Regions from separate parts of the Mus musculus genome. Here region 2 is linked to region 1. A link is a contact called in public Hi-C data. All regions are on one chromosome and are shown on one strand. Each heading gives the region's core, a stretch centred on a gene start, on an enhancer-like site or on the middle of the called end of the contact. The rest is flanking DNA. Distances are from core to core; before and after follow the strand shown.

Region 1 (3,262 bases), core at 483-2,982:
TGGAGTTTACGGGAATATAAAATGCAGACATGTGCTTTCTGTTGGTGGGGCGCCAGGGGAAAGACGGGCCATGCAGCCAGACAGCACTTCACTTCCCTGGGATGCACAGTTGCTAAGAAGAGCATCCGAGTCTTGGTGGTTCAGAGCAGGGTCACTTGTGGCTATGAGGTAGGATGAAGAAGAGCCATGCCATATGCTGGCCTCCTCTCTTCCCAAGGTGAAAAAGGGGTGGCCCTGTCAACCCCATAGCCTGGGAGTGATGGCCTTCTGCAGTGACCCCTGCACCCCTCAGGAGCACCAGACTCCGGAAGTATGTGTCTGCATACTTATTGAAAGACAAGATAGACCTCCTCTACTTTTAAGCAAAGTTTTGATGTTGTACCCCTCAAACTGTGACATAGTCTTCTTGAGCTTTTTGTTCATTTGGCACGAGGTCAGAGGAGTCCGATGTGGCCTCATTAAGCATAAGGAAGTTCTTGTGGATTTGTGCATCCAAGCTCTGAAAAATAAAAGAGAGAAAGATAGATTAGTGTGCTACCAGAAGTTGCACTAACAGATATTAAGGCGTGGCTTCTGATTCCCTAATGACATAATTTTCTTTGGTTACCCCAGCGCTGACCTTCTTTAAAAGTGTCTCTACACTTGTGTCACAGGACTGACTGGTTATCTGAAATTGCAAGTGTGGGCCCCAGCCAAACTCACCACTTGTTTGGGGATTACAGGTTAAGTAATCTGATGTGCTTGTCTTAGGAGATAAACAAATGCCATAAGCTGCCTGGGTTTTGGCTATCACCCCTACTGACCGTTACAATCATGGATGTCAGGGGAAGCACACAAATTAAATACCCTTGGTCCAAGTCTGGGCTTGGCAACAGGCGGTGCCATGTTGAGTACAGTCTTTGTTCTGTGCCACATACTCTCTCTGTTCTGGCTGGGGTGGTGCTGGAGAAAACTCAGCTTAAAATAGAAGGAAGAAGGGGAAGAAAGAAGGAAGGAAGGGGCTTGCAATTTGCAGGACCACACATGCTCAAAGTCTCTACTCTCTGAGTCTAAGAACTGTCCTCAGGCACCGCAGACACCTATGTGACCAATGGACTGGAACGATTAGTTTCCATCTCCATGGTAACCATAATCGAGTTTTCACCGAGGCACTGGGTCTAGCTCTGAGTCTTGCAACTGACTGGCCAACAGCAGAGCTGGGAGCTGAGTCCCAACTCCTTGATGCTGCTTTCGTGGTTTCTGCCACACAATGCCTCGAGCCTGCGACCTAAAATTGTCCAGTGATCAATTCAGTGCTGGGGATCAAGCCAATGGCCTGGCGAGGGCTCTAGCACACAGCCAGCCCTCATCCTATTTTGAAATGTCTTTGGAACGCCTGCATCTAGCCCATCCTAACCTTCACCATCAGGATGTTGCCCCTTAAATCTGTTCTGTTGTAGTTTGAAGCAATTTCCTGTCTGTATGTAGAGGTGAGTGAAAGCAGCTGCTCCCAGTAAGGGACATAAAAAAGATTAAGGAGCAGAGAGCTGTGGTTTCAGTCTCCATTAAAATAAAACCTGTCCTGAAATTTGGGGCACGCAGGGGGCGGGGTGTACTTTATCTTCATGGCTGCCTGCATTAGGACAGTTTTCCTGTAAAAATCTTTGCATTTTTCCCAGAGTCTCAAACCTCCCACCTCGTGGTGTTTACAAAAGGAGACTGGCAGAACTCGGCCTGAGTCACATGCATTTACAGCCGCACAAGCCATCCGTTGGATAGTTTCTCCACAAATGTGAAAAGAATTCGTTTGAATGTGCCTTTGCGAGCCAAGCCAGTAGCCTCACGCTTTGTATGATCCCCACTGTGCGTTCTCAGGCGCTTGACTCTGCAGCATGGGGAAGATGCAAAGAGGTGCTCCCTTAAATATCCTCCCAGAATGTTTAACTGCCTCTGCATGTTGGTCCATCATGCCTGTTCCCTGCAGAATGCTGCCTGTAAAAACGGATCGTCAGCAGGCTCCACTGGTGTGGCTCAGCTCTCAGAAAGCCCCAACTTTTGTAGATGCGGGTGTTGCCAGTGTAAATGGCTTTGGTGGTTGCAGGAGCTTCGCTGTGACGTGAACGTCCCCTTCCTCCTGGAACTTCTCCGTCACTGGAAATTTAACCTTGAACCTGAGATGGGTTGCACGGACATTGCCTTGTAAAACTGTGTAGTTTCTACAAAGCCGGTTTGTGCCAGAGTGAAAAGCAGACACACCTTTGCTCCCTAATGCCTGATCGGGGCACACAGCAGTTTGATTCTGTCTTAAGTAGCAAGCATTCTTGCCTTTCCCTCCACACCCCTTCGTGCCCACTGTGCCCATTGGCTGCCGTGGGGTTCATACAATGGTGAATGCTCTGGTTTCAGCCTTTTTTCCCATGTTATGAAAGAACCGTTTTCTCCCCCTAAGTTAAACCTGGACTGCTTTCAGGTATTTTTGCCAAAGGAAGTGGAAATTGGTTCCAGTTGATGTTTCCTGTTAATCATAAAGGTTCTTGAATGAGCCTGTGAGCTAATCTATTAGTCCCAGTATGTTATCCATGAACCAAAGTACTGCAGTCAAAGACACTGAAGATTAGACTGTTCCCATCCTGGGTTTTATTTCAGGGCTCCCTGCCCCTCTCCAGAGGACAGGCATGCTATTTGAACCGTATGCTACTTTCTTTTTAATATAAAGTAACAGAGTACCCCTTCTTCCTTTTAACACACTGGAATTGTTGCCTCACTAGGGAAGTTTATAAGTGTTCCTTAATTCCGTTCCGATCCTATCCTCCTCCTCCTCTCTGATCAATCTAATTAGAGTTTACGTGGGGATCGGATAACAGGAAACACAGGAAGGCAGATCGCCCTTCTCTTTCTCCATTTTAATGAGAACCATCTGAAATTAAGCTAGCACAAGAGTTCCAACATCAAGCGCTTGCAAACCTAGCAAGTAGAGTTGTCTGTGGCTTCCTGTTGCAAGGTAAACCCGGATTGGTACCTCTAATGCTTCATCGGATGTTGCCAGCAGCCACTTCCCAAGGATGTGTCCAGCCACCTGTGCCAGGACCCTACCCTATTGAGGAAACTTGGCTCTCTCATTCCTGGTGACTACTGGCCCCTGAAAGGCACCGTGTCTACTTTGAAACCAGAGGAAGCCTCTGGCTAGTTGAATCCAGCTGTGTTGACTGGCATCTTTTTTTTTTTTTTTTTTTTTTTTTGTGGTTGTAAGATTTTTGTAGAATCATCTGTTTTTACATTCAAG
Region 2 (3,262 bases), core at 310-2,809, 83 kb before region 1:
CTGTGCCCTGCGTGTTCATTGTATTAGGGATGTTGGCAAAACTAGCACAGTTCTGTGGTCTGCACTGAGAGCTACTGAGACGGGCAGGCTTCTGTTGTCTGTGCAACTTCTGCGCTCAGTGGGTCAAAAGACAGGGTTTTGCTGTGCGAGAGGTCGGGGTTCGAGAGATGGGGCTCGGCATTTGTCATCTGTTTAAAGGTTGCTCAATGCAAGCACCAGGAAGACTTTGGCTGAATCCAGTCTCCTTTTGGTTTATTGTGTTTTACTCTCCCAGGGATAAAAAGAACCCAGGGCTTTCCGTGTGTTCCACAAGCACTTTGTCACACAACTGTACCCATGGATTCTTTTGAAAATAACCTTAAGAGTAGTCAGAATTATACATGGTTTGTGTATCACAGCCCACTTTCTGTACATATTTCCTCAATTTATGGGAGAAAGGCGGGTCTTTCTCGGTCTCTCTCTCTCTCTCTCTCTCTCTCTCTCTCTCTCTCTCTCTCTCACACACACACACACACACACACACACACTCATAAACTATGTAACATCTTTGTATGCCAGGCCTCCACCACACATCCTTTCACCTGTGCAGTCAGTGTTCATTGTTTTCTGTTTGAGAAGGACTAGCAGTAAGTAAACGGGCCATTAGGGTGTATTGTTTTGTTTCCTTGTAATATCCTTTCGACTCTGCCTCCTCCTTTTGTCCTCCAGCCTGGCCTGGTGACTGCTGGCTTTCAGCATGCTGGAGGACTGGAACTCCCCAAGGCTGCATTCATCTCCTCGAGTTCACATTATCTTGTCTTTGCTTCCGTGGCAGCCTCTGTATGGAGATGGAGTGCTGTCTCCTGTAGATGAGCAAACCAGAGCTTAAGGAAGTTGTCTAAATCTTGACAGGGAGTGAGCTGAGGAATTAGGATTGCAAATCAAGTCCAGGTCGTGATGATGAAATTGCTCCACCATATGCCGACCGCTTCTCAGCCTCCAGAGCTGTTTTGGTTACCGTAAGGAAAAGCTGTGCTGTGTATCTTGGTTCTTGGGGCAATGAGAATAGTTTATGGTCTTTCTGTTGGACTATCAGTTGACAAAAAGATAGGAGGAGTTTATATTTGTTAAACATCTCCCTCTTTTTTCCTCCCCTCCCCGCCCCCCAGCCCTCCCTTTCTTTTCCTTTTCTGACAGGGTTTTACTATACAGCCCAGACTAGCCTCAAACCCTGAGTTCTCCTGTCTCAGTTTCCTGAGTGCTAGGCTAGGGTTGCAGTTATACCCCCAACACGCCTGGCCTTTATTTATGTTGCTGTGGCTTCTATTTATTAAATAAATGATATTATCGCTTTTGTTTTGTTTCTGGTAGCACCTGTACCGCGTGGGCCTCCCAGGGAAACAGTATTTCCTTTCACTGTATCTTATGGTCCCCCCTCCCCCCACACACACACACAGATCCACACATCTTACCAGTTGGCCCATCCACAGCTCAACCAGGCCTCAACCTTACATAGCCTTCAGGGTGACCTCTGATTCTCAGGGCTCCTGAGAGCAGAGCATCCCACAGCATGAGGAAGCCCGAGAGCCCGAATGCGTTACTTTGTTTAAATTCTTGCCTTGAAGTTCCTTTAGTGAAGGAGCCAGATTGGCAATCCTACGAGAAACAGTTGTGTTTCTTAGTTACGCTGTAATGGAGGGACTATAATTCATGGCCATTAAATTGCTTCCTTTGAAGTATAAGAAAAACCAGAACAACATTTACGGTCCTTTAACCCACAGGATTACAGTACACATGAATTAAAGTCAAATGTGTTATGAACTCTCCTGGTACTGTGGCTGGCAGGACTCCATCCGCACCCCTCACTCATTAACTGGTTGACTTTCAAGTAGAAACTGGGCTGGCGGATGGGTTGAGAGTCAGGATTTCAGAAGGGTTTCCCCTTCTCTCAGTTAGAAGCAAGGAATGTAACTCTGGCAGCTCAACTAAAAATTGAGACTTGTTACTTCTCTGAGAGATCTGTTCAGAAGGCAGCAGAAAGGAAATGAACTTGTAGCATTCCCTCTGCTGATAGGATACCTTGTCTCATGAAATCCTCGCACCACACCCATCTCACACACAGGCATGAGACTAACAAGTCTGTGGTTCTGGATTCCAGTTCAGACCTAAGCCAAACAGAGTATGAACTTTAGCACCCCCCACCCTGTTTTGCTCCCCAGAATCAGTAACAGAAGACACAGAAATACTGATGACACATTTGGGACCCATGTTTTATATGGCCTCAAACTCAGAAATCCGCCTGCCTCTGCCTCCTGAGTACTGGGATTAAAGGAGTGCGCCACCACGCCTGGCTTACACTGTCGTCGTATTTCTTATTGGGGAGTTTCATGCGGAAATTGTGGGTGGTAAAAAGCCGCAGAAAATGGATATTAGGACCTAGTTAGTGACTATATCTGAGATAGCTATACCTCACGTGTATGCTAAGCCTGTGTTATTGTCTTATGACTTTTTTCACTGAATGTCTCGATAAGGAGCCAACACAAAAGGGTAACTATGGAATGGTGTTGAAGTCAGACTGTAGCTATGCCTCCCTTGTCTTGAGAAGTAACCTATAAGACATCAAGATCTGTGAGCATGTTTATTGATAAGAGCGTTCTGTCACCCTAACTTAGTGCCTGGAGTCTTTTCAATGTGGGTTTGATCCTGTATGGTTCTGAAGAGGTCATTAAAAAATAATAATTCCACCACTCCACTAGATGGCACTGTGGTCGCATAGATACACTAGATGCCCCACTGTGGCTCCTGAGAGTGGGTAAGAGCATCCTGTTGGGATGCCCTGAAGCCTAATGGAGTGAGAACTGGTATGTTTTGCCCATCTATCCCAGCACCTCCTTGTGTCTACATATCTTCACTCGACAACATATCTTTGACCTTTACAGTCTTCTTCTAAAGCCCACCCACCAGTCTTCTCTACCAATGAGCTTCCTCTTCTCTTCACACCTCATTTTTCTTTGTTGAATCTACAGCACACTCACATTGCAAAGTGCATCACCAAGATGTCTGTGTGTGGACCCTGCAGTGGGAGCAGGTGGGAGGAGACTCCAAAAACATGGTCTTCCTGCCCAGTAGACTGGAATCTCTCTTCACACCTGATGTAGCAAGCTTTTTCCTGCTTAATTTTGTAGAGAACTCAGTGCTGTCCCATTAATGCTTTAGAAATTCAGTCCTCAAAAGGATAGAGACACTCTCTCTGCAGGTTAGCTTCTGAATGTTTGAGATGTTG

Evidence for each region. Hi-C and Micro-C count contacts between places; a contact is called where the count stands out from the background.
Region 2: a contact with region 1 is called in a Hi-C map of uterus, with 3 times the contacts expected there. The contact joins two enhancer-like sites. A contact is called at or near these places in 10 of 484 Hi-C or Micro-C datasets (the C2C12 cell line, the MC3T3-E1 cell line, the N1E-115 cell line and 3 more) and 1 of 115 datasets of contacts at active chromatin or transcription factors (vascular smooth muscle cells).

The regions. Positions count from the first base shown.
Region 1 is chr1:179,058,676-179,061,937 of GRCm38.p6, reverse strand. All of the region lies in intron 8 of Smyd3 (SET and MYND domain containing 3), which reads left to right. Among named protein-coding and RNA genes, the nearest start is that of Gm31349, 270 kb to the left of the region's middle. Within about 2 kb of position 1,732, at least 88 of the 459 cell types and tissues checked have an H3K27ac peak or open chromatin away from gene starts, as enhancers often do. A contact at or near this core is called in uterus, where this site is marked.
Region 2 is chr1:179,141,863-179,145,124 of GRCm38.p6, reverse strand. The region is part of intron 5 of Smyd3 (SET and MYND domain containing 3); the gene reads left to right. Among named protein-coding and RNA genes, the nearest start is that of Gm31349, 180 kb to the left of the region's middle. Within about 2 kb of position 1,559, at least 29 of the 459 cell types and tissues checked have an H3K27ac peak or open chromatin away from gene starts, as enhancers often do. A contact at or near this core is called in uterus, where this site is marked.